Linked DNA regions of Mus musculus: all the other regions are linked to region 6. Evidence: chromatin contacts called from public Hi-C, HiChIP or PLAC-seq and promoter capture Hi-C data. All regions are on one chromosome and are shown on one strand. The core of a region is the stretch at or near the end of the contact, and the rest is flanking DNA. Distances in the headings are between cores, read along the strand shown. Region 1 holds the start of Nup37 (nucleoporin 37). Region 2 overlaps Uhrf1bp1l (UHRF1 (ICBP90) binding protein 1-like). Region 3 overlaps Scyl2 (SCY1-like 2 (S. cerevisiae)). Region 4 holds the start of Gas2l3 (growth arrest-specific 2 like 3). Region 5 holds the start of Actr6 (ARP6 actin-related protein 6). Region 6 holds the start of Utp20 (UTP20 small subunit processome component). Region 7 holds the start of 1500026H17Rik (RIKEN cDNA 1500026H17 gene).

What was found. Promoter capture Hi-C pulls out the DNA fragments that hold promoters and counts their contacts. Hi-C and Micro-C count contacts between places; a contact is called where the count stands out from the background. HiChIP or PLAC-seq counts read pairs in DNA pulled down with a chosen protein or histone mark. Capture Hi-C pulls out chosen DNA fragments and counts their contacts.
Region 1: a contact with region 6 is called in a Hi-C map of LSK cells, with 4 times the contacts expected there. The contact joins the promoter of Nup37 here to the promoter of Utp20 in region 6. A contact is called at or near these places in 3 of 39 promoter capture datasets (liver, pre-B cells and stem cell-derived epiblast-like cells), 6 of 484 Hi-C or Micro-C datasets (CD4 T cells, CD8 T cells, LSK cells and 2 more), 2 of 115 datasets of contacts at active chromatin or transcription factors (bone marrow-derived macrophages and embryonic stem cells) and 2 of 9 other capture datasets (adipose tissue and liver).
Region 2: a contact with region 6 is called in a promoter capture Hi-C map of liver, with 4 times the contacts expected there. The contact joins the enhancer-like site here to the promoter of Utp20 in region 6. A contact is called at or near these places in 5 of 39 promoter capture datasets (the C10 cell line, embryonic stem cells, hippocampal neurons and 1 more) and 1 of 115 datasets of contacts at active chromatin or transcription factors (embryonic stem cells).
Region 3: a contact with region 6 is called in an H3K27ac HiChIP or PLAC-seq map of embryonic stem cells, with 6 times the contacts expected there. The contact joins the enhancer-like site here to the promoter of Utp20 in region 6. A contact is called at or near these places in 9 of 39 promoter capture datasets (the 3T3-L1 cell line, the C10 cell line, the HPC-7 cell line and 5 more), 3 of 115 datasets of contacts at active chromatin or transcription factors (all in embryonic stem cells) and 1 of 9 other capture datasets (embryonic stem cells).
Region 4: a promoter capture Hi-C map of adipose tissue shows a contact between it and region 6, with 3 times the contacts expected there. The contact joins the promoter of Gas2l3 here to the promoter of Utp20 in region 6. A contact is called at or near these places in 10 of 39 promoter capture datasets (the HPC-7 cell line, cranial neural crest, embryonic stem cells and 6 more), 3 of 484 Hi-C or Micro-C datasets (CD4 T cells, cerebral cortex and cortical neurons), 3 of 115 datasets of contacts at active chromatin or transcription factors (embryonic stem cells, extraembryonic endoderm stem cells and large pre-B cells) and 2 of 9 other capture datasets (adipose tissue and embryonic stem cells).
Region 5: a contact with region 6 is called in a promoter capture Hi-C map of pre-B cells. The contact joins the promoter of Actr6 here to the promoter of Utp20 in region 6. A contact is called at or near these places in 10 of 39 promoter capture datasets (the 3T3-L1 cell line, the C10 cell line, the HPC-7 cell line and 6 more), 1 of 484 Hi-C or Micro-C datasets (embryonic stem cells), 6 of 115 datasets of contacts at active chromatin or transcription factors (astrocytes, bone marrow-derived macrophages, embryonic stem cells and 3 more) and 2 of 9 other capture datasets (adipose tissue and liver).
Region 7: a contact with region 6 is called in an H3K27ac HiChIP or PLAC-seq map of thymic regulatory T cells, with 6 times the contacts expected there. The contact joins the promoter of 1500026H17Rik here to the promoter of Utp20 in region 6. A contact is called at or near these places in 8 of 39 promoter capture datasets (the C10 cell line, HPC-7-derived erythroid cells, cranial neural crest and 4 more), 1 of 484 Hi-C or Micro-C datasets (CD8 T cells), 6 of 115 datasets of contacts at active chromatin or transcription factors (astrocytes, bone marrow-derived macrophages, differentiating embryonic stem cells and 2 more) and 1 of 9 other capture datasets (adipose tissue).

The regions. Positions count from the first base shown.
Region 1 is chr10:88,144,910-88,148,415 of GRCm38.p6, reverse strand. Nup37 (nucleoporin 37) reads right to left here and starts at 1,424. Exons shown (of 10, transcript NM_027191.2): 1 at 1,344-1,424; 2 at 37-254. The coding sequence starts at 192. It overlaps Parpbp (PARP1 binding protein), which reads left to right and starts at 1,475. Exons shown (of 11, transcript NM_029249.2): 1 at 1,475-1,920.
Region 2 is chr10:89,767,658-89,771,425 of GRCm38.p6, reverse strand. All of the region lies in intron 1 of Uhrf1bp1l (UHRF1 (ICBP90) binding protein 1-like), which reads right to left. Among named protein-coding and RNA genes, the nearest start is that of Uhrf1bp1l, 25 kb to the right of the region's middle. Within about 2 kb of position 1,710, at least 25 of the 459 cell types and tissues checked have an H3K27ac peak or open chromatin away from gene starts, as enhancers often do. A contact at or near this core is called in liver, where this site is marked.
Region 3 is chr10:89,653,395-89,657,230 of GRCm38.p6, reverse strand. Scyl2 (SCY1-like 2 (S. cerevisiae)) reads left to right here. Exons shown (of 18, transcript NM_198021.3): 9 at 347-523; 10 at 3,005-3,127. Among named protein-coding and RNA genes, the nearest start is that of Scyl2, 31 kb to the left of the region's middle. Within about 2 kb of position 1,785, at least 6 of the 459 cell types and tissues checked have an H3K27ac peak or open chromatin away from gene starts, as enhancers often do. A contact at or near this core is called in embryonic stem cells, where this site is marked.
Region 4 is chr10:89,442,420-89,445,965 of GRCm38.p6, reverse strand. Gas2l3 (growth arrest-specific 2 like 3) reads left to right here and starts at 1,999. Exons shown (of 11, transcript NM_001033331.2): 1 at 1,999-2,111.
Region 5 is chr10:89,730,504-89,733,800 of GRCm38.p6, reverse strand. It overlaps Actr6 (ARP6 actin-related protein 6), which reads left to right and starts at 1,506. Exons shown (of 11, transcript NM_025914.3): 1 at 1,506-1,627. The coding sequence starts at 1,560.
Region 6 is chr10:88,825,303-88,829,091 of GRCm38.p6, reverse strand. Utp20 (UTP20 small subunit processome component) reads left to right here and starts at 2,278. Exons shown (of 62, transcript NM_175158.3): 1 at 2,278-2,486; 2 at 3,594-3,674. The coding sequence starts at 2,442.
Region 7 is chr10:89,684,799-89,688,602 of GRCm38.p6, reverse strand. 1500026H17Rik (RIKEN cDNA 1500026H17 gene) reads right to left here and starts at 2,240. Exons shown (of 3, transcript NR_130956.1): 1 at 2,084-2,240. Scyl2 (SCY1-like 2 (S. cerevisiae)) reads left to right here and starts at 2,309. Exons shown (of 18, transcript NM_198021.3): 1 at 2,309-2,565.

The DNA of each region.
Region 1 (3,506 bases), core at 175-2,674, 680 kb after region 6:
ATCTCTACTGTCACTCCGTATAGTTTGTGGACTAACCTGAAACGTACACATGCCAACAACCACATAATTACTGCCGCCATATGCAATCAGGTTTCCTGAATCTCCACTCTCAAAGGGATTAAATTCTACCACGTGCACATAATCTTCGCAATCCACGGTGTACGCAGCATTTCTTGTAGCATCTTGCTTCATCTTGTATCCCAAAGCTGGAGCAGTTGTAAGAATCAAATAGTTGTTTATTGCCTGTCAGGAAACTGTGGATCACAAACAAAATTTACAAAGTGTTTGTCATTCAACAGAAGAATCATAATGGGGCTTGGTATAGCAATGTCAGAGCCAGCTCAAAAGAGAAGTCTGCTTATATTAACACACACATGAATAAATTTAATACAAATAGAGTCCTAAGATTATTAAGCAATAGAGATGCAGCACTATTTGTAGTTGGAAAGTTGTACTGACACTGTCATATGCAAGAGTACCATAAACGCCGGTACTACCAATAGTCCCTTCTTTGCCTATGAAGAAATTTGCCAAGTTCGTCAACAGGTTGAGGATTTAAAAGATTTAGCATGTGTTGGGCCTACATGCTAGAGAAAACACAAATACACACACCTGCCTATCTCAGGACTATGCTACATTATTTGTTCGAATTATATGACCTTTAACATTCTAATTTGACAGACCACCTGAACTATCAAGGGTCCGATGAACTGGAAAGTCCCACCCCTGCCTAAAGACACATGGAGTCCAAGAGCCTTGAAGGATAATATCAGGTAGCAATAGTTATAACCAACCATTACCCATGCAATAAAATAAGGAGATTAAAAAATACAGGCTCTGGAGTAATGTGTGATACTAACGTTATTAACACCTGTCACAATCCTCAACTAATTTGTCTCGAGACAGGTAGTGTGTACTGTAGAAATAGCATTCTCACGTGCAAATTAATTTTTACTTTGTTGTTAATGAAAAGGAGGCACCCTAGGCTAAGAAAGAACACGTAAAATCCTGAGTTATCTGCTGAGTTTTTTCAGATTAAGTCCCATCTCAGAGAGACTGGACACATGTTACGCGGGACCGGCAGGTGAGAAGACCATAGAGCAGAGAGGTATAAGGCATGCAGGGGACTTGAGGTCCGGATTTGATGGCAACCCCTGACCTCCAGGTCTTTAAAGCCCTGGGTCAATATTCCCAGGGTCCCTGGAGTTGTGTCCCCCACGCGTCGCCCGAGAAAACCCACTCCCACCTCGCGAGGTCACAAGGAAGAGCTCTGGAGAACAGGGAAGCGCCCCTGGGGAAGCAGCACAAGCTGGCGATCCCCGGTCACCGCACTCGATACGCACCTAAAGCAGGGGAGGCGACCTGGGCAAGGCTCTCCCGACCATAGGTGGCCAGGGCGTGCGCCCGCTCTGCTTCCGGGTCGGAGGGCGAGCGCGGCGATTGGTTCCCAGGTCGTGCCGCGAGATTTGAAAGGGACGCCGAGGCGATTCAAACCTCTGCCTTCCGGCGTCCTGGCTGCGCTGCTCCTCCCTCCGCTTGCACCCAGCCTGGGTCACTGGACGAGGTGGGTCTGGTCTCTTCTGTGCCCCCGGGTCGCAGTTCCAGTGGGCATTCGGGCTGCTGCTCTGCGAACGCATCTCGGTGACAGCGACGTGCCAGCCAGTGGCGTTGTCTGCGCAGTGGCTTCGCCCCGACTTCACGGTGTCCCGTGGAAAAAAAGACGCTAGGGCTTCGGCAAGACCGAAACCCATCAAAATCTTCTTTTAGTCCGTTAGATCGGGGATCTGGCACACGACGAGTGCAGGCTTCTCAGATTTTCTGTCGTTGCATCCTTCAGAGGGCCATTCCGGACCAGGCAAGAAGAATAACTGTCACCTGTCATCTTTTAATGGAGATTTGCTAAGTGCTGGCAATAAGGAGGTTGGCTATTTCCTTCACTGGTGCCTTATAATTCTGTTAAGTAGTCCCAATTATGGACGTGGAGAAATTTGTGGTAATCACGAGGTACAGCTAATGCAGGGGTGTGGTGGCAGGGATAGTTAGCTAAGTGTGGTGCTCTCTCACTTTACCTTCCAGCGACAACTACCTGTCTCAGATTTTCTGCTCCAGTGCACTTTGAATCCAGTTTAAAAGCAAGAGTTTATTCCCTCTGACACCTTCTGTTTTGTTCATATCCAGCGTCTCATCGAGTCTTCACAACAGGCTGGGAGGTAGAACAGAGGGGGCGGCATAGTCCTGATTGCTTTGTGACCATTCTTATACCTGGGCAGCCAGATCTAAAGTTAGGTAACCCTGGAAAAGCTGGAACTACAGTGGATATTGGCATGCCAGCCCAGATGCCTGTTGGTGAATAGCCAGATCTAGAACTAAACATGGTTTTACATGTTTAAATGGTTGATGGAAAAAAAAAATATTTCAGGCAAACTAATCATATCACCCATAGCTCATGCTTTTGTGTCTTCTTCAATTTTGTTTTTTAAGAGATAAATAGGAGATAACCTAGGTGCTCATCAGAGAATTGTGAGTGAGGCCTGGGGAGGTGGCTCACTGGATAAAGCGCCTGGACAGCTATGAGGACTGGAATCCAAATCCCCAGGGCTAACGGAGACACTGGTGTAGTAGTCTGCTTGCAACCCCAGTGTGCTAGAGGTGTAGACAAGTGATGCCGGGGCAAGTCAACAAGGTGGAGAGCAGTGGAGAAGACACTCAGTGTCAACCTTGGGCCTCCATACACATGTGCTTACATAAAGGCGAACATATACACACAGCAGACTTGTAAAAAGAGACACAGAGAAGACTGGAAGTAGAGAGGGGACTGATTCCATAGCATGGCTGCCTAGAATACAGACACATCTAGGCTTATTTTGAAAGGGTTCTGTATGCATGCAGAAGTTAGGGAAAACTTAGAAATCTTGAATTTATGCTTTTTTGGCTATTTACTAGCTTCGTGTCATTGAACATTATTTTCTTCATGTGTCAAAACCAGACATTTGTAGACTGACATCATCAGGACACAGGAGATGGAACAAAGTAATTAATATTAAATGGAAAGTATTTGGCACTAAGAAGCTTCATTTGTTCGTTGGCTTATTATCAGTTTGCTGTGTAACAAAACATCAAAAACCATAGTCACTGTACAATAGCAACCGAGTATTTGCTTTGAATCTGTGGGTCGGCAGTTTGGGCTGGTTAAGTTATTGATTCCTCTGCTAGCCTTGAGCAGATGACTGGTGCTGCCGGCTCACCTTCCATGTTGATGGGGTCTCCCCAGGATAAGCTGCCTCTTTCATGGCTGTGAGTTGTATCAGTTGGCAGCAGGAATACCTTACTTCTCTTTGCATGCTTTCTTCAGCACCTTACCCGGGCTTGGGAGTTAGGTCTCCCCAGAGGGGTCATTTGCTAGGAGGAGCAGGAAAGTCAACATTGAGGTGTAGCTGCAGGTGGGAACCACTGTAGCAAAAGGATCAAGGTAGTGTTAGTGAAGGGAAAAGGCATGTGAAGTAGAT
Region 2 (3,768 bases), core at 461-2,960, 940 kb before region 6:
CGCTGCAGCTCTGACTCCAAGAAATCCAGCATGCATTCACATAACACACTTCACATTTACACATGTACGAACATAAATGAAGCATAAGTAAATAATAGAGTGAGTGTGTGTGTGTGTGTGTGTGTGTGTGTGTGTGTGTGTGTGTGTACCTGCAGAGCCCACAAAAAGGAGGTATCAGATCCCTCTAGCTGGAGTTACAGACAGTTGGGAGCTGCCTGATGTGGGTGCTAGAAACTGAACTAGTATCCTCAGAAAGAGCAACAGTGCTCTTAGCAGTGAAGCCATTTCTCTAGATCCCTAAAATAAAATCCTTTAAAAATTATTTTACCCTGTGTGCCAGACAGAACAAGAAACCTGAACTTCTATGCTTGGTACTACAAACAATAATGATAATAATAAACTACAAACCTATTTTTCAATACTTTTAGAGATATTTCTGAAACCTGAAAACAATTCCTTCTCCCAAACAAAAATTTCTAATTTTACCGAGCTACTCTTCAAAAAGTAATTGCTGAGCTGGGTGGCGGTGCCACAGGCCTTTAATCCCAGCACCTGGGAAGCAGAGGCAGGAGGATCTCCAGGTTCGAGGCCAGCCTGGTCTACAGACTGAGTTCCAGGACAGCCAGGGCTACGCAGAGAAACCCTGTCTCAGGGGAAAGGGGGTGGTGGGGTGGTAGAGGGGTCTGCAAGAGGACTCAGCAGGTAAGGCACTTACCACAGCCTTGTGACCTGAGCTCAATGCCTGGATCCTCCAAAAGTGGTGAGAGAACTCACAGCACTGTCCTCTGATGTTCACACACACACAGTGGCATGAGTGTGCCTCTTAACCATGCATACACAATAATTATAATAAAGAAATGCTTTTAAAGCCCGGTGATTGTGGAGAACTGGAATGTTACAATTGGGAGCCAAACCAGCTTGGGCTCTCTAAGTCCCCTAAATATTCCCTCACTGCCCAGCTGTTTCACTTAACACCCCTAACTATTAAGTAAGTCCACCAGAATGTACAGAGACCATCTGATTTTACCAACCCGGAGACTAAGCATATCAGACAACATCTGGGGCCTACAGAAGAGACTTTGTCCACTTTGCTGTAATCCCCCTACTGAGTTCCCACCAATGTATCTGATGTGTCTTGATTTATGATGTTCTTTGCTGTTTTACCATAAAGGCTTCATGAACTGTTACCACACTGGAACATGGTATTTGAGGTACACTAAATCTATGTTCCTGGGCCATGGTCCTGACAGCTGTGTTTTCTGTGCCAGCACTAGGAAAGTCAAAGTTCAGGGAGACCAAAATCACCAATCACTGTCATAAAGATGCTATACTTCAAGTTAAGAATTTAACACAACCTCAAGAACCGCCACAAACCAATGAATAATCACTTCGGAAGAAAGCCTGCTTGCTGTACACATAAGCACATCTCATCCCGTAGAGCAGCTTTGCCAGACTGACCAACACAGCTACTCCTGAGAACAATCTTCTTCCCATCTCCTCCAGCCCAAAGCCCCAGAATGCCTAGCTCTTCCTCCACCAACCAAATTCCTACTTCCCTCTTATGGTCTAGTATTGTAGTCTGGACGATGGATGTTCCCCCAAAGAGCCCTGTGCATAAAGGATTGCTTGGTTCCCAAGATAGTATGATACTGTGACAGTAAAGAGGTGAGACCTAAGCCAGGTGGTGGCGGCACACGCCTTTAATCCCGGCATGCAGGAGGCAGCGGCAGCTGGATCTGAGTTTGAGGACAGCCTGGTCTACGGAGAGAGGTTCAAGGCAGGCAGGGCTACACACACACACACACACACACACACACACACACATACACACACACACACACAGAGAGAGAGAGAGAGAGAGAGAGAGAGAGAGAGAGAGAGAGAAAATAGGAATCTCTCTCCCCCCCCCACCTCCTCTTAACCTTCCCTCACACCTCCCTCCCCCTTCTTCCCTTTCCACTCCCCTAACTCCCCCAACCCCAGCAAATGTCACAATGGATAGCTAAAAACAGGAAAAACCCTGGGCTTTCATTTTGCATCTGCTCTCTTCCAAATCTCAGCTGAGATTCCTGCTCAAATCTGCACACAGGCAAGTTAATCATTTAAGAAGCGTCTGCATAGAAACTGGTAATTCAAGGTTGGTTAGCCCTAAATATACCTATTCTATCTCAGCTCCCTTCCGGACTAAAGGCACCAAGATAAAAGTGAAGTATTTTCAAGATTTGCAAGGACATTCAAAGGTCAGTTTTTACATCAGGTTCTGCGTGTCCTGCAGCAGCATCTAGAAAGTTCTGGTCTTTGTCACGAACTTGCAGTCACCTTAGATAGAATTCAGGAAGAGATTCTCTGGCGAGAATGCCTCTCTCCCCCTATTCCTATCCCCACCACCCAACCCTGACAAAATGGAGGTGAGGGATAACTACTCTCTACTGAGTCTTCTAGAACCTGGAAAATCCAGAACTGAAACTGAGATAAGGACAATTGGATCACAGCGTGACAGACTCCTTACTTAATGCTCCCCCTCACCCCTGAGCTAATTCTTCCTGCTGTAGATCTTTATCCAATGGCCGCACTGATCCTGTTCCTGCCCCACCTTCCCACTACTATTTCCTCCGTAACTCCCAGAGGGTGATGATGGTTGAGTCAGTCCTCTGTCCTATGACTCCTGTGACAGGTTCTTAGGTCCTTTGGGATGTCAGGACTCCGGCCTCTTTAGCTTGTTCTCACTCCCACTCGCTCCTGCTCCTGGCTCAAGATATCACCACTTGTTTGCTCCCAATACATTCTCCTGCCATTGCTCTCTCCCATTTGCCACCTGGTGATACAGCCAAGGATCAATCTAGAGCCACTTGGACCTTGAGCCTTCAAAACTGTGAGCTAAACACTTGCTAAGTAGCCTGTGTCAGATACTCTGACAGACTGGCGACTAATCTATGCAGGTCAAACGGAACTAAGAAATACTCTCTGATGTCTCCAAGTAGACAAACATTCTTTTCTGTGTGTTTCCAGACTCTTTACACAATGGCTGCTGATTATCAGCTACACTTCTGAAGTGCTTTATAGACTTCATTTTGGCTTATAACTTTCTAAAGTATGTATAATTATACCCTTCATCCTAAAAGTGGAGAAACTGGGCTGGCAGGATAGCTTAGAATTTGTGAGAACCTGAGTTCCATTTCTGGTACCCAGATGGTGGAAGATGAGAATCAAATTCTGTACATTGTGCCCTCACCTCCACACTCACTCTATAGCACACAGACATGCATGCACACAATAAACAAACGTAATCTTAAAATTTTAAGTGATGAAACTGAGTCATTAAGATATTAAATAATTGGCCAGACATGGTGGTGCACACCTTTAATCCCAGCACTCAGGAGGCAAAGGCAGGCAAATCTCTGAGAGTTTGAGGCCAGCCTTGTCTACAAAGCTGGTTCCAGGTGAGCTAGTGCTGTTACACAGAGAAACCCTGTCTCAAAAGAACAAAAAATAAACAAACAAACAAACAAACAAACAAAAGCAAAACAAACACACACACCCCAAAGATACTAAATAATGGGCTGGAGAGATGGCTTGACGCTGCTCTTCTCGGGTACCCTTGTTCAATTCCCAGCAGCAACATGGCAATTCACAACCACCTGCACCTCCAGGTCCAGGAGATCTAACGGCCTCTTCTGACCTCCCTGGGCACCAGGTGTGCACAAGGTACACCCACACACACACGTAGGCAAAAACCTCATACATATAAAATTAATTTTTAAAAACTTA
Region 3 (3,836 bases), core at 536-3,035, 830 kb before region 6:
TCACAGCCCTTGTCTGCTACCCTTTACTGTCATGGCTGGAAAGCAGAGCACTGCCGTTCCTCTCACACAGGCATGGGTGCCGTCTGCGTTATCAGTTAGAGTGAGGTGCTGCTTCAGGTAGATGATCAGAGTCATGAGTGATAGGAAAAAGAGAAGAATCACTGTCAGTGAACACAAGATGAGCTTGCAAACGCTGGAGCGAGCATGTAGCCTGGTTTACGGACAGAGTCTAGAAAATATTTCAGTTTCAGCCATCAGCTTTATGGTCACTTTACACTTCAATTGTAAATACGGAAGTTCTGGAATACATTTTGTTTTTACAAATTTTTCATTTTTTTCCTCTCAGCGTGTCATTGTGCAGAGGATTTTACCCTGTCTGACCTCAGAATTTGTCAACCCTGATATGGTACCTTTCGTTTTACCTAATGTTCTGCTCATTGCTGAGGAATGCACCAAAGAAGAATATATCAAATTAATTCTGCCTGAACTCGGTCCTGTATTCAAACAGCAGGAGCCAATCCAGGTATGTTGTGAGGACTTCCAAATGTTTATGCGTTATTGTAATAGCTACTATCCCTAAGAACAAAACAGTGACTATTTTGAGCTTTTAAAAGAAATGGCTTAGTGCTGGCTGCTCTTGCAGAGGACCTGGCTCAATTCCCAGCACCCACATGGTGGCTCACAGCCATCTGTAACTCCTATCCTCGGGACCCAACTCGACTCCAGGAACCAGGCACAGACATACACATTCAGGCAAAACACCCATACATGTCAAATAAAAATAAATAAAAAATGTTAAGTGTTTAAATACTTGAGGTACGTATATTAGATTTTTTCACTAGTCAGAAAGCTAATATTATAATTAAACTTAGCAAATGAATGTTTGTGGCTTTTTATAAGTCATTGTCTTAGAAAATAAGTTGTAATCAGACTTTGCATGTGTTACATTGTCCCTAATTAAAAGCTGGCAGTTTGGAAAAATCAAGTTTTTGATACTTTTATTTGGCTTGATACTCCATTAGTTAATTTTTAGATGATGTATGTCAGTTGTCTCTATTTTTTTCTAATAAATAATTTTATTAAAAGAGGAAAATGTGTAAAGCATCATAGAACTAGTATGTGATCTGTGTATGTATGAGAAAAATGCAAATTATATATATATATATATATATATATATATATATATACATACACACACAATGCATATGTATATAATGTGAATGTGTAAGTGAAATAAATTATATAGATTTTGTTACAGTAGATATTTATCTTGAGTTTAAGAAGTGTGGGCTTACATACCTGGATTAGAGTCTGGGTTCATCTCTGTTTTAGAACCATGTAGCAGTCATCATCATCTGAAAGCTTTTATCCTCATTTTAACATGTAGAGTTGTTGGCTGAGACACCATTAGGTGTTTCTGCTACCGGGTGGCAGTAGCTTACTAGTCAGCATGAACTGTCTGATGGGCCGGCTCTGTGATTGGTTGCAGTTGTCCCCGTGAAAGTGGAGAATTTATTTTTTACTTTTTAGAAACTAGCATATTAACTATCCTTCTGAGATTTTGAACAGTGTGCTTGTGAGCGGTTGTCTCCCCTCTCTTTCAGCCTTCTGGTGTCCCTAACCCCTAACCTGCTGCAGCAGGGTCTCACCATGTAGCCCTGGCTCACTTGGCTCTCGCTTTGTTGACCAGGCTAACCTCAAACTCACAAAGATGGATCTGCCTGCCTCTGCCTCCTGAGTGCTGGGATTAAAGGCCTGCTGCCAGTTCTTGTGGCTTCTTCTCCAGTTCCCTTTCCTTAAGAATGTAGAAGACAGTCTGTGCGGTGCTCCTACTAACCAGGCACAGGTCACAGGATAGAGCTCTGAGCTTTAAACCTGGGCTCCCTGACGGTTGTCACAGTGTCAGGTTGGCATGTCACCCAAATTGTTCATCAGTCACGATGAAAATCCTAAGACACATGATTGACCCTGTTCTTTTTAGTTTGGTAACTTTTGATTATTGGCTCTGTAGAAGCACCTGAGAAGAACCTCAGTATGAGAGAGTCTGGATTAGGCTATTTTGTGACTATGCTTGGGAGGGCTTTTCTTAAGTAAATTAGCTGAGGTGGGAAGCTGTACCCTGCGGTATGGGCAACAGTAACACTTTACAAACTGTCCTGTCCTGAAGCAAAGGAGAGAGAGCAGAGCTCTAGTGAGCATTCTGTCTGTGTGGCTGTAACTAGCTGCTCCAGGTTCCTGCTGCCTGCCTTCTCCACCACAGTGCACCACCCGGAACTGTGATGCAAACAAACTCTTTTATTTTTCACTTGCTTTTACCACAGCATTAGGAAATGAAACTAAGGTACCTTTGTCTTCCTTCTCCTCTTAGTTTTTCCATTAATAAGCCCTCCTGAAAAATTTTAATTGAGCATTGGAAAAACTAAGTATTCTGGGACTTGGAGAGTTCAGAGCACTGCCGACCTGGGTTTGATTCCCATCACCCACACGGCAGCTCAAAACCATTTGTAGCTCCAGTGTCAGGAACTCGAGTGCTGCCTTCTGGCTTCCATGTTAGTGAATAGACAGATTGGCAGGCAAAGCACTCATACATATAAAATAAATAAAGATCTCACTTAAGTATTTTGGTTTGTTTCTTACAATTTAGGTATGTAGAGGCAGCTAGCAAAATGATGTTAGAAACAATTAAAAATTCCTCACAGATGTTTTCATTTCTGTTGGCTTTTATTTCCTTTTTAAATGCAGCACTCTTTTGGATAATTGAAACATGTAGGGGAGCCATGTGTTCCTGTAGCTCTTTGGAGGTTAGTCTTTGTTTGGATAATTAAGCATTGCTGTAGACATGTAAGAGACTTGATCTGTGTGTTTTTGTCTTCCATGCCTTCAGGCTAGCAACATGGTGAGTGTCCACAAACAGAACTTAATCTTCTGAAAACACTTTAAATTGGGAGGATACAGAATTTCTTAAAGATTGCAGATTTTCATAATCTTCCCTTTTCTCACACAGATTTTGCTAATTTTTCTACAAAAAATGGATTTGCTGCTAACCAAAACCCCTCCTGATGAGATAAAGAACAGTGTCCTGCCCATGGTCTACAGAGCTCTGGAGGCTCCTTCCATTCAGATCCAGGCACAGTATCTGCTTCCGTTGCCCTCATGAAGTTGAAAGGCGGGAGAAAGAAACAGCAAGGCATATTTTAGGATTAAATCTTAACCTTTTATATACAACTCAATAGTTAGTAGTTATTGAATTATACTGCTGACCCACTGTTATTACTGCATATTGACTTCTAACTAAAGAGTAAATTGGAAAGGGCTGGAGAGATTGCTCAGAGGTTAAGAGCAGGTGCTGTTTGTATGGAGATAGTCTTACTGGTAGCCCAGGCTGGCCTTGAGTTCACAGAGCCCCATCTGCTTCTGCCTCCTAAGTGCTAGGATTAAAGATATGTGTCACTGCTCTTACAAAGAACACTCGTTAGGTTTCCAGCACCCATGTCAGGCTGCTCATGGCTGCCTGAAACTTCAGTTTCAGGGGAAAAAAAGAAGATGTTGGAGTCTATTGTGGTAGTACACACTTATAATCCTGGCACTTGAGGGATAGAGGCAGGGAGACCAGGAATTGTTGGCTAGCTTGGGCTACATGATATCCTGTCTCAAAAACACTGTGACTGGGACTATAGGTTTGTACTGCTTTGTATATATCTGCTTCTGCCATATATTTCAAGTCACATTTTTTGATGCATTTCTGTCTTTAAGTTTATTAAAGTGTGAAGTTGAGTTTTTCCTTGTAGTTAAATCATTCCATAAGTGTCGGAAGCCGTACTCAACCTCTGCTTTTC
Region 4 (3,546 bases), core at 750-3,249, 620 kb before region 6:
TAAGAGCTGTGTGTGGAGGGAGACTACATTTCCATGAGCACAGTTTCCGTTTTAAATAAATGGTGTTCAAATATTTAGGCACAAGGCATACACGTAAGAAAAAATCATAAGGACCATTGCTAAGCAGTGACTCATCAAATAAGAGTTATATAGCACAACTTATTACTAATCAAAATTTTTGTGGTGCTAGGGACTTAGACACAGTTGTTCTTAAAGTTTTACAGGGAAGTGCACATATTTTGATATCTAATTTAAAGCATCAAAATCTGGCTAAATGAGGAGGCATATAAATAGCCCCATGGTTTTAAATAAGAAATATTGGGAAACACAGGGCGATTTTAACAGACTCTGTGAATTTCTGCTGCTGTTGCAGTCGGCAAAGAGATCTCAGATGGACTGCAATTAGGAAACAAAAAACCAGGAACAACTACAGGCTGATATCATCAAGTCCATTGATCAATTTTTAATGATGGCCTTCTCCACTTGGAATCCCGGGAGAGCAGGATCCCTGGTGCTTAGGATAGGGCCTGCCGCAGAGCATCTCTAATCCTTATCTTCTGCTTAGATGGATTGAAGTAGCTCCAGCCAGCTCAGCTGTTATCGGGACATCTTTAGCTCTACGATTATCTTGAACTTCAAACTTAATACACCCAGCGAAAATGAACACTGGTCCTCTACCACAGCTTGTTTTTCCTGTATTCCTAAGACTAGTGCCACCACATAATAACCAAGGCCAGATAAATCACCCTCTTAGTTCTTCCAGATACTTCCTTCATACCCGCCTTCTGAGCTACTTTAGGGAGTTGTCATTTTAGGTTGCTTTTTGTTTGTTTGTTTGTTTTAATGACAAACTATTCTGTTCCTTTCTTCAAAAATCTTTGAAAGTGAACACACCCCCCCCTCCCTAAAATGAAAACCCCACAAATGAATTTCCTTGTTCTTTATATCCTTGTAATTATCTCACAGGCCTGCACCAGGACTGCATCTACATCCCTCAGTATCTATCAGGCCTACCTTCATACACACATACTTTCAGACTGCTCTGTCTCTCCAGGTCCAAACTTAGGTTATGCAAAACGATTCCTTCCAGAACGTTCCATGTGCCTCCCGGGTCCTGCATTTGCTGTTACTCCTGCCTAGGAATCAATCGTTCATAGCAATGACTTCCTCTGGCAGATTCCTGTTGTTCCTTCAATATCTAGTCATTTCCAAACCTCTGACCATCACCCTGTTTCACAGACTCCCCATTCCATGCCCCTCAGCCCTTTGAAAACTGAGATTGTTTTGTTCCCTATGAAAGCTGTATTGTTTTTGTGAGAGACCAGGTTTCAGTTCAATGCCCACAATTTAGAGATGGAGAAGCCTGCACATTCGAGGTGTCAAGACTTAAAAGGAACAGAAGCCGCAGGAATCTAAGAACTTGGGCCAGAACACAGAACCTCCAGGCTTTTAGCCAGTAAGATCAGCCCACATCAAAAAGCCACTTTTGAAGTTAACTCACATCTATCACTACAGTGTAACAATCACATGGCTACATTGTTACTTTGACATCCAACTCCCCTTTCCCCCACGTTTCCTGAAGGAAGAGCCAACATCCTCTTTTGGCTTCCAGGGGTGACTGCAGGGTTTTTCTCTCTCTTTCACAGTGAGGGGCCTGGGGTGGGCTCTGTCTGAAAGACTTCTGCTTTGGACGGGTCCCTGCTGGGTTGGTTTGTGTTTCTGGAAACCTCAGTGCCCCTCCGGATGGATGTAAGCAGATTTTAGGGTTGGAAGGAGCTCAAAGTCCTGGGAAGAGCAACATTCCAGGGCGCTCTGAAGCAGCCTTGAGAGGCGGGCTTCACACACTCTCCTGAACGACGGGACAAATAGGAGGGGTTGTCACTGCCACTGATAGAGACTGGACTGGAAAAGGTCGCTACGAATTCTTCGTGCGGTAGAAAGTCTCCGGAGGCGTGGCGCCCAGACCACGCCTCCGGTTCTGATTGGCTCCTTCGAAACAGGCGGCCGCGCTGGGCGACGAACTGCGGCGGCGGCGGCGGTTGGTTGCAGGCTTGCTGGCACGCACAGATTGAGCCCGAGTCGCCCGGAGAAGTGATCTCGCTCCCGGGCTGGTGAGTGACTTCCCTCTTGGATTTCTCTTTTCCTCCCTAACTTTCCGTTGCCTGTCCTGCGGCATCTTTGCTGCGCCTCAGCACGGACTCCCCACCCCCACCTCCCCAGTCTATAGCGTCCCGGTGGAGTTCAGGTGGGCTACAGAGCTGCAGGATTCCCTAGAACTCTGCGATTGGCTGACTGAGGGAGCCGCCTGCTATGATTGGCTCTTGGGGCTGTCACGGTGACGTTCAGCTCACCTTCCGACACCTGCCCGCTCTGGTGGGTAAGAGGGGCTATAAGTGTGAGCTCGGGAGCGGGAGGGGCGCGAGGTAGAGCCGCGACCTGTCCTGCTCTGAGACACAAACTAGTGCATGGTAGCCGGTCACCCTGCTGCCCAGCGCCCAGCCAGAAAGGTCACTTGATTCTTCTTCATCATCATCCTCAGAAAGGAAGGGATATAATCATTGGCCCAGGACAGACTCCTACTCATGATCACGCTGCTGTTTTGCCCCGTGATAGGCACTACAGACTCTTCCTTATTTCGCTTCTGCAGGGCTCAGATCTCCCAGACTTAACGGAATTAGGGAACATTAGTGGAGCCCTTGCACAACGCTCTCCCACCCACACCCCTGGGTTTGGAGAACTGAATTGGGGGAGGCTTGCAGAATGCCCTGGGAGGCGGAGGAACCATTTGAAGAGCTTGCATCCCCATGCATATCCCCCACCCCCACCCCACCCCAACCTCGTTCCATCCTGTCTCCTTTAAACCTAGGGGCCGAGTCGATCACATTAGAGTGCTCTGTAGTCTTTCTTTAAAACGAAGGAACGTGTTTTTCTGCGGGTCCAGTCTAGGTCAGAGTTTGGGTTTTGCTTAGCCCATGTGAGGTCGTTAATGACTACCCTTAGATAAGTAGTTCTGAATGGCTGTGGGCTCACTTCTCTTGAGCTTACACAGAATGATTGAAAATTGGGATTTCCCCACACCTTTAATTCCCTTCAGGAGGAAACTAGTAAGAATATTCTGGTGTAGATTCTGACGTGGTGCTGCATCTGACTCATCAGTTTTTAAAACTTACTATGGTCAGCTGACACTGCTTTCTAGCTGTCTGCTGCCATGACATTGGAGACGCTGGGCAGAGTTCCTTACCTCAGGCATGTTTTTCACCTTCCTGTTGAGAAAGTAAAGTGTACAACATGTTTTACTGTCTTTCAGTAGTTGTTCATGTTTGGATCAGGTACACCTTTTACACACCTAATAAGGATGTATTGAGAGAATGGGAAGCTAATCTGATTTGTCTCGAGTTTGCGTTGAATTAGAACCTCATCATCAGAGAGAACTGCCTCAGAAATAATTTTTGCAGTAACCTAATTACATTTCTTGGATAATAATAATAAGTCCTCTTTCTCCTCCTCCTCCTCTTCTTTTCCTTTTTTTTTTTTTTTTTTTTTGTT
Region 5 (3,297 bases), core at 257-2,756, 910 kb before region 6:
AGAGTCATATTAGTTTATTTTATAATTTAGATAACCCAAGGGTCATTAAGTTGCTTAAACATTTTTTTCTTTTTTCTTTTTTTTTCTTTTTTCTTTTTTTTTTTTTTTTTTTTTTTTTTGAGACAGGGTTTCTCTGTATAGCCCTGGCTGTCCTGGAACTCACTTGTAGACCAGGCTGGCCTTGAACTCAGAAATCTGCCTGCCTCTGCCTCCCAAGTGCTGGGATTAAAGATGTCCGCCACCACCGCCCGGCTTAGTTTAAACATTTTTTTTAAGATTTATTTATTATTATACATAAGTACACTGTAGCTGACTTCAGATGCACCAGAAGAGGGTATCAGATCTCATTACAGGTGATTGTGAGCCACTATGTGGTTGCTGGGATTTGAACTCAGGACCTTCGGACGAGCAGTCAGTGCTCTTATCCTCTGAGCCGTCTCTCCAGCCCGCTTATATGTTTTTAATGTCATAGTCACAGTTTAAAATTAGAAGGCCACACTCTCATCTCTTTATCTCCTGGAGTTTTAAACACTAGTTAATACGTGTAAAGAAAGTGAAACAGCTTACTCTCTCTTTTTTTTTTTTTTTTTTGTTTTGGTTTTGGTTTTTTTGAGACAGGGTTTCTCTGTGTAGCTAACTTACTCTTAAGCATGGCTGTGTATTCATTTATATCAGATTCATTACCCGAGATTATTTTGTAGCAGAGTCTACATTCCAATCAAAACATTTTGAGAGAGACTCTCTGTATCGTGTATGTCTGGCTGTCCTACGTAAACCAGGCTGGTTTTGAACACCCAGAGAGCCACCTCCCTCTGTCTCCCGAGTGCTGGGATTAAAGGCGTGTACCATTACGCTCAACTCCAAAACTTTTTCTTAACATTATGAAACACAAGCTCTCCGTTGTACAGAAACACCCAGGAACGATATCTAATTCCAGGAGTCAGAGCAGACAAGGAACATGTCAGATGTCAAGAAGTCCTTTGTAGATAGGATACATAAATAAGTAGCGGAGAACAAGCAGGGGGATTCGTTGGGGAATGTGCAAATAAGTTAAAGCACAACGCAGATAACAACACAGCCCATACATAATTTATTGTGACCAAATTCTATAACCTGATGACGAGTGCCAAGAAATGAAGGTGAGGCTGAAGAGACTTCGTATCCAGTTCCACGATGCGTATGGTTTCATACTCAATTCTTCAAGGCTCGGAGTGTCTTAACAACTCTAATCAGATACACGCACACGCAGCCCACCAAAGGGCTCACAAAAAGCTTCCACTCGCCAATGTGCGCAGTAAAGAAAATCAAAAGAAATAAAGTACTTAGCAGTTTCTACTACGGAATGTCGCTGCCACCGAAAATCGATGCATTTGAAAACTGGATACAAGCACAGGAAGGGCTGCTCCGCTGCTCGACTTCTGGCGTACTCCGTTGTCAGGGTAACCGGAAGTTTACGCCACGGCCACGCCCCCATCGACCATAGAGTACCGGAAGAAGCCTGAGCAGAGGAGATTCAAACAGTGGGAAAGCGACTCCGCTGCAGCGTGGTGCGTGCCGAAATGACGACCCTAGTTCTGGATAATGGAGCTTACAACGCCAAAATCGGTTACAGCCATGACAGTGTCTCGTAAGTGGTCGTCGTTCCCGAGGGACAGGACACGTACGCCTTTTAACTTGACAGACTATGCTTTCCGATTTGCGTGATCCACAGACGCCATCGCGCGCCTCCAGCCTCAGTCGGGGGATGCTCAGTTTCGAGCTGGGTTCGTTGGTTGGTTTGATGCTTTGAACTGAAATTGACTTTGATTTTTTGTTTGAGGCCGCGGGGCTGCGGAAGTGAATGTATGTTCCGTTTGGTAACGGGAAATAGGCTTCTCGAGATTGACTGAGGAGACTAAAGTTTATGAAATTTCAGAAATAGTGGGCAACGTTTCGCCTTTAGGGGAACACGATTATAGGTTTTCATCGGATCCTCAAAAGGTTCAATGCCCCCCAACCTCCCAAATAGTAAAACCCACTTCATTAGAGTCCAGGGAGTTTGAAGGCATTGGGGAACCAAGTTGAATAACCTGGTTGGTAAAGTCAGGAACGCTACGGTGGCATCTTAAGATGTGTTTTATAAAATGTATGTTTGAATAAATAGTAGACTTTCACAGTGCTAGAACTGAAATCTAGGACTTTGCGTAGGTAATTAGTACCTTCCCACAGAGCTACACCCCCTGCTGCCTTGCAGCACAGCGTGTAATCCAGGATGACCTTGAATTTAAGATCCTCCTGCCTCCACCTCCTGGTTGCTAGGATTACAGCTGAGGGCCACTACTTCAGAACTCAGTGGGCATTTGACTGAATTTTTTTTTTTTAATGCTATGTTGAACTCTTGCACGGTGGACAAGCACAACATTACTTCTTAGCCCAGCCCATATGACCAGATTCTCATATGACCAGATTCTCACAGCTTTAGTGGTGATGGAAGCCATTTATATATAAGGCTTCCACATAAGTTTTTTTTTTCCTCATTAAGAACTAGGTACATGGGGCTGGAGAAATGGCTAACCCGCTCATTCTGCTCTTCTAGAGGGCCTACGTTCAATTCCCAGCACCTACATGGCCGCTAACAACTGTCTGTAACTCCTCTCTTTCTCTCTCTCTCTCTCTCCCTCTCTCTCTCTCTCTCTCTCTCTCTCTCTCTCTCCCTCTCTCTCTCTCTCTCACATACACACACACACACACACACGGTGCACAGACATACACGCAGGAAAAATACCTGTGCACATAAATACATAAATAAACAGATGCATGTAAATACATATAGAACCAGATTTTCTGTTTTGTTTTTAATGTGCTGGAGAATGAATTATGGGCCTAGGACATGTTAGGAAAGTGCTGTGCTACTGAACTATATAGCCTCCAAGCCCCTGTGGTTCTTTATTGAGATAAGGTCTTACGCAGTGGCCCAGCTGGGCATTGTGTATCCTAAACTGGCCTCAAACTCATGAGAGTCCTCCTGTCTCAGCCTCCTGAGTGCTGGAATTGTAAGCATAACCCATCATTCCTGGCCCCCTGATCTCGTTAAAGACAAATCAAGGCCCACAGCCAGACTTTACACAGAGAGTGAGAGACCTCGGAACATTCAGCTCTAAATGGTTTGTCTCCAGCAAATCCGTCCCCTCAGAGCCAGAGGGGACGGAGGACAGCAAGATAACCAGGCCTTCTAAATCAACATGAGCAAAGGTCATGAGTCCTCAGAGACTGAAGCCCTGTGCACACGGCCTGCACAGCTCTGCATCAGGTCCTGTG
Region 6 (3,789 bases), core at 1,029-3,528:
GAGATTGTCTAACCCAATACAGGCAAACTAGGTGAAAACCACACAGGTGTATTGTATTATTCCATATTCTTAATGAACTCAAGCTAAACAGTAAAATGATGACTGCTCAGCCTTGTTTCTTCCACACAGATAAGTAGTTTAAGGACAAAGATTTAATTATATCTCCCAATCACATTAAGTGGATAATAAGACCAAGAGGCTATAGACATCACAGGAAGGGCTTGCAACAATCTAAGGAGTAAATGGATCTCTGGATTTGATCTCAAAGACTCTTGAGCTGTGCCCACAATGGCCTGAATCACAAAACTTTTTCCCAAATCCTCTGGTAGCATAGTGCATAGACTAAGAGTACAAATCCTGACATTGCCTGCAACTGTTGGGTACTCTGACTTCCTTATGGGGTTAGCTAGTCTCTGCCAAGTTACCCAGTCTGTCTCTTAGCTTCCTCATTGGTAAATGAAGATAATAGAACTACCTGGTAGGAAGAGTAAATGAGTCATCATATGGGAAACACTTGCAACAGTGCTTGGGGCAGCATGAGAGCTATACAGTGCCAACCATTTATCACTTGGGAAGATGAGTATTGTGCCAGGGCCTTTGAAGCCTGAGTAAGAAGCTCTGGCATTGGCAAGCAAAAGCACATGACCTTGGCAAAATTGCTTAATTTCTCTGGGACTATTTCATTTCTTTCTGTATGATAGGAAGGCAATTATATCTTTCTGCTTACCTCACAGGGCTGTCATAAACACCAGAGAGGTAATGGATGCGGGATTATTTCAGACATTCAAAGTCTATTATGAATAAGGAACCTTACTAGTGTTATTTCCGTTTGGATTGTTTGACTTGTATATAATTGGGGCAGTTTTACACCTTACTCTTTAACACAGAGAATCATGAGGAAGGGAGCTGGGTGGTGATTGGTGGTGCACACTTCTGATCCCAGCACTGAGTAGCAGAGACAGGGGGCTCTTTGAGTTTGAAACCCACTTGGGCTACAGTGAAAGGATGGCCAAGGCTATACAAAAAAACTTTGTCTCAAAACAAAACAAAACAAAACTCATGGGGACAGAAAATATAAAATGATGATGGATTGGCCAACCAAACCCAGTTCAAAAGTCATGGGAACTGTTTCATGATTTGAAGAAATACCCAGAACTCCCATGGATTAAAATGGATTACAATGGGAAAGGTAATAAATGGAGGCAAAGATATCTTGATTCACTGTATTCTACCCATGATGGGCTCTGACTACTCACAAGCCAGGCTAGGATGAAATCTTATCTCAAGGACTTTGCACTTGGACCTTCCTCCATCAATTTTTGTGCAAATAACTCCATGGCTCATCGACTGTACACACACACTCTCTCTATATATATGATTAAGAGCTGTAGGATCTAGCTTAGTGGTAGAGCTGCTTCCTGGCATTCGTGAAGAGCCAGATTTTATTTTCTAGTACTAAACTAAAACCTGGACCTCGGAGTCTGCGTGTGAATGAAGATCGTCACTTACAAGATGCCCAACTTTGGTTTCCTTGCATGCCAAGGGGGCTTAAAAAAAACAAACAAACATACACTTCACGTTTTGAGTTTATAACCAGCATTACTGTATTATGGGTGGAAACAGCTTTTGATGGTGCACGGTATGTATCGAGCAGCAGTTAATGCTAGGTTGTGACGGTTATGCTTTCTTTCTATAATAAAACCCTTTTATCCTTTTTATTAAAAATTTTCATACAATATATTTTGATCGTGTTTTTCCCTTTCCCAACTCCTCTCAGATTCTCCCAACCCATTCAACTGTACATTCTTCTCTCTTAAAAAAGAAAGAAAGAAAGAAAGAAAGAAAGAAAGAAAGAAAGAAAGAAAGGAAGGAAGGAAGGACGCTGGGCAGTGGTGGCATAAGCCTTTAATCCCAGCACTTGGGAGGTAGAGGTAGGCGGATTTCTGAGTTCGAGGCCGGCCTGGTCTACACAGTGAGTTCCAGGACAGCCAGGATTAGAGAAACCCTGTCTTGAAAAAACAAAACACCAAACCAAACCAAACCCCACCATCACCACCAATCTACAAAAACGAAAATCAAGACCAACAGGCAAATGACAAATATGACAAACAATGTCCAAAACAAAACAAAACGTCCACAAAAATACCACTGAGTTTGTTTTGTGTTGGCCAACTTCTCATGTAGCAAAAACTGTACATCCGCAAACTGCACGACTGACAATCAGGAAGAGCACGCATGCTCGGCCCGCCTCTTCCGCCCACATGACCCACACATCCTGGCTTTCCAACATGGCGGCGCCCAGCGGCACTAACTACACGTGAGGAAAAGCAGGCACCGGAGCATTGGAGAGTACCGCGTGGGAGTAACTTTCTCCTCCGCAGTGCCCGCGGATCCCTTCCTGTCGTCCTGAGACCCTCGCGGGCCGCTGTCCCGCCGCAGCCATGAAGCCAAAGCCACTTTCGCACAAGACCGAGAACACATACCGGGTGAGCGCGGGAGTTTGGGCCCGGAGCCGCGGTTCGCCCTGCCTCTGCCTGACCAGCTGATCGCCTTAACCCCAGGGCCTGCAAGTCCGGGCAGAGCCGGAATCGCTTGCCCGGGGCTCTGGCGAAAATGGGAGACTATGCCAGTATAAAAAAAAAAAAAAAACATTAGTTCGCAGGGGAGTGAGGAAACTTGAATTCCAGAGTCCGCCTTTTAGCGGTGAGATCTGGCCTGTCTGGGCAACTCCCTTCACTCCAGGCTCAAATTGATTGGCCCAGGGGATCGTCTGCAACCGAGTCCCCCTTCTAACTTTAAAGACTGAACAGAGGAGGGTAGAGCGAGCTGGCAAGTGGCGAATGACTTCTGCTGGCTACTGTTGTACTTTATAATGCCTTTCCAAGCCCTTTTGTAACTGAGTCTGTCTGTTTTTAAAAAATATACCTGTTCCCACAACTTAGCGAGATCCCTGTGCTTTCGGTGTGGTGTGAAAGCGTTCGTCCAGGTTCCAGTCTGTGTGGAAATTGTATTTGATAAAACATAATGTAGGAGGTAGATCGGTTGGTGGAGTGTTTGAATAACATTCAGGGAGCCCTAGGTTGGATCCCCATTAAAAACAACAACAGTTACAACAAAAACAGGTGTGATGGCTAAATGCCTGTTACCCCAGACCTGGGGATGTAGAAGCAAGAGGGTCTGAACTTAAATTTTAAGGTCATCGTTGGCTACATAGCCTGTTCCAAGGGTACTTAAGTTAAAAGAAAAAAGAAATACAGATGAAGTAAGTTATGCAAAAAGTACAAGTATTTATTATCTTCAAGTAGTAACTGCTTTTGTTTAGAGTTCTTACATTTACCTTTTGTGTTTCATAAGTAATAGCTGCTCTTATTTTAAAAAGTTACATATTTTATGACCAATAGAAACCACGGGTCTGAAATGATACGCTAAGGGTACTGTTGTTTGTGGTGATGGTCCAGAGGTTGCTCACTGAAGCTCTAAAACGTTCTGTGTTCAGAATTTGATGTGATTATGGTGTAGTTTTACTCCAGCAGATATCAAAACCTGATAAGCATTGAATGCTAATATGTCTTAAATATGCTTTTTCTCTGCAGTTTCTTACATTTGCAGAGAGACTGGGGAATGTGAACATTGATATTATTCACCGTATCGACAGAACTGCAAGCTATGACGAGGTAAGAGGGAGTTTTAAATTTCTCTCACCAATGTAAGTAAGCTGTTTTTCAAGCCATTTGTAATGTACATGCAGTGATTTAGACCTGTGTTGTCTAATTAAAAAACCACACACAG
Region 7 (3,804 bases), core at 991-3,490, 860 kb before region 6:
GTTATCTAGAGACTCAGAGCAGAAATTTACTCTATTATGCCGACTGTATTACCCTTAGAATGTGTTAACCTGAGAATTATCATATACACTGACCCTTTATTTGGAAGCCTAATCTGTCTTCTTTTGATGATAATTTAAGAAAGCTTATTAGCTATATATATATATTGTTATAGACTGCCTTAAAGCCCCCCTCCCCCAGTGACACACTTCCTCCAACAAGGCCACACCTACTCCACCATGGACATGTCTCCTAATAGTGCCACTGCCTATGAACCTATGGGGGCCACTTTCATTCTAACCACCACAGGCAGTCAGGTGGGATGCAGCCATATTTCATTAATGGTTACAACCTTTACTGCATTTCTTTCATCAAATCGTCACAGAATCAAGAACATACTGGGTGCCTAAAGAAGGTATGTAGAGAAGGAAGAAGAACTGGAAGAGACTCCAAGGAAGACTAATATTTAGAGCAGAGATACTTAAATGCTTGGCATTCGCAGCCCTTCTTCACCAGAGGAAGCAAAAGTGCCTGTGCTGTATGTGAAGAGGAAAGTTCGCTTACACCTCCTGCCTACCTCACTTAAAGCTTGCTCTGCCTCTTGACCTACCGATGACTTAATGTAATCCTGTTTACAATAAACAGAAAGCTCTTGGATTAAAGGTATGTGCTAGGACTGAGCCATACCACAACTAGAAACAGGTTTTTCTTTTTTTCTTTTTCTTTCTTTCTTTTTCTTTTTCCTTTTCAGCAAGTAACACAATCTCAGAGGTTCACAGTGTGTTCAAATATCCTGTGATAGCTATTCTCACATGGTCTGCAAAGGATTAGGTTTGCTCACTAGGATTCTGTCAAAATGTTTAATTCAGTGTTTCTTGGTGCGTTGGCAACCTTGTACAATCACTGCTATCATCTAACCCCAGGCCATTTTATCACTCCAAAAAAGAGACTCATGTTTAGTAGAGATAAACTAGTTCCTCCTACCCCAGTAAAATATGAAATTAAAGCATGTAAGAAAGAAAAAGTTGAAATATAGAGAACATGATTTCTAGATGTTTTGTGTGCAGAATACAAGAATCTAAGCCTTTCCTTTCTTGACCACGAAGAACTAGAAGTAACATTACCAACACATAACTTATAAGATGCTCTTGGCAAAAGGACAGAAATAAAAGTCCACCCTTCTGGGGCTGGAAAGAGAAGGCTCAGCTAGTGAGATGATAACTTTCTAAGCATGCAGATCTAAGTTGGATCTCCTGAACATACATTAAAAAGCCAGGCTTGGTGGTGGGTGCTCCTAATTTCACAGCTGAAGAGATAAGAGAAAGGCAAAGCACCAGGTTCTATTTAGAGACCTTGTCTCAAAAACATGGACAGCTCCCCAGGAACAACTCCTAAGGCTAACCTCTAGCCTCGAGCTTTTCTGGCGTGTGTACATACAGCTGTACCTACACAAACATGTAAACACACCACACAAACATGTACACACACATACACACACACCCCATAATCCTCTTCCCTCTTCTCTTCCTCCCCCTCCTCCAATTCTTCTTGTAATAGAATCTACCCTATTACCCATCTTAAGACATTTTAACCTGAACCAGGGACAGAGCAGAGACAGGAGAGGCAGGGTTAGGGTTAGTTAGGGTGGTAGTAGTCCTACTACTATGTACGGGTTACTTGGATGGATAGCAGGGAGACAGAGGCTGTGCCCAGTTTCACCTAGGTATATTTTTCAGAACAATTTACTTCTTTCATTAAGCACGTAAGATAAATAATCTTTGTTGCTCTAATTGTGGAACTGTGGCACCGGGGTTATCTGAGAATGTCTTAGAAACGCAGAGCATCCGATCCTACTTGTGCAGCAGAATCTGCACTTTAACACGGCCCTGTGTGAGAAGCACGGCTTTTCTAGGTTCTAAGGTCACTTAGCAGAAAGTCAGAGAAAGCTGAGTCCTATGTAATCAGTCACTAGACCAGCAAGGGCAGGTGGCCTGGGAAACAGAAAAGGGGAGGGGCCTCACAACCAGAGCTGCAGTGTCCAGCCATCAAGTCACTGTCAGTCATCTCCAATATACATTTGGTTACCTGTCCTCATTATCTTGGAGAATCCCCTTCTATGGTTCCAGAAACTCGGGCTTCCTAGCCTGGGGCCCCGGAAAGCTGGTCTTGCCCGCGAAGACTAGTGATCAGAGTCACAGGTACGGCTGTCAGCAGAGGCCCGGGCTGGCTCCACCCCCGCCCCGGGAGCCCCGCCTCACTCCGCCTCGGGGAGGGCGGAGGGAAGCCAAGCCTTACCCTTCCGAACCGCCCGGAAGTGACGTCATGCAGGAGCGGGCAGGTCTTTCGGTGCTCTTCCCCCTACCGTGCTCTTCTTCCCTAGTCCCTTCCCTCCCTTCCCCCTTTACTCCTCGATCTCGGGGTTCTGCGGACTCGGGGGTGACGGAGGAGATGGAGTAAGCGTTCGGTGGCGGCCAGGAGCGCGGCCCGAGCAGTCACAGCCCGGAGGCATTGAGGGAGCCGGCGGGGGACCGGCCCCAGCACCGCCCCTCCAGGTAGCCGGCTGCGAGGTGAGTGACCTGTCTCGGGCACCGGGCGACCTGGGTCTGCGGCCAGCTTGCGGGCTACGGGTCTCCCCGGGCCTCCCGGCTGCTACTGTTGCCTAGTGACGGGCCGGGTCGGGCGGGCTGGCGGTGGGTGGCCCGGGAAGCCGGATCCAGGTAGCGAGAAGCGGGAGGGAGCGGATCTCAGAGGCCGGTGACTCTGGGCGAGGCCTTCGGGCGACGGGAGCCCCGCTGCCTGGGTCATTCTGCTGCTGGGAGAGTCCCCAGAGCTGGCGCAGGAGCTCGGGTTTCCGCCGTGGAGATCTCCGTATCCTTTTGGGAAATTGGACAGTGCTCCGGGACTGCTGAGACAGCCCCCCTCGTTTCTGATACTTGGTTCCGATAGCTGGGGTCACCGGCTAAGGCCCTGCACTTCGGACGCCTTTCTCTGATGGTAGTTGTCTTTCTGGACTGGACGGTTATTGTGTGTGTGAGGTGGGTGGGGCAGATAAGGTTTGAGAGAAAGAAATCCCCATGGGGGCTCCAGTGCGCCTGTTTAAGCTACAGAAAAAGGTTTAGACAGATAAAGCTTGCAGAAACTTCTTGGGATTCGCATGGACGCGTTACCTGTGATCAGTAATTAAGGACACACAGTGTTTCCCTTTCTCAACAGGATTGAAGAGACTCCAGACCAGCTCCTTAAAGTGATTTTGATTGTAAATTATCAGCTAGAGGTTTTTCTTTGCACATCAAAACCAGGGATTGTGTGATGACACTTTGAAACGCCGTATTTAAGTTTTCTGAGTCGTGCGCCTCTGTTCAGAGAAAGCAATTTAACAAAGATGCTGTAAGTCAGTCAGCCATTACAAAACCCAAGCAGTTCTGGTGTTTGCTTGGAAGATTCTTTTTCGACTTTGAAGGCTTTCCCCTCCTTAATAAAGGTTGGAGGAGAAGGGGATTGTGGTTATGCAAAGGAAAGGAGCCTAACTGAACACATAGAGCTTTATTCTGTTCAGATATACCTACGCACATGTGAAGATCATTCATTTTGTCTGTCAGAGACGATTACATATGTAATACAGATGTGTTGTAATTCCATACAGTAGGACATTGCTATACAAATACATTCTATATTTGGGAATTAAATCATGTTGACATAGTTGAAATTTGTGATTTATCCTCTCAAAAAAAAAAAACCAAAAAACCAAAAAAACTCCCCAAAACCAGGTCCTCGTACATGTTTTGATCCTATTTTATAGGAGTTGA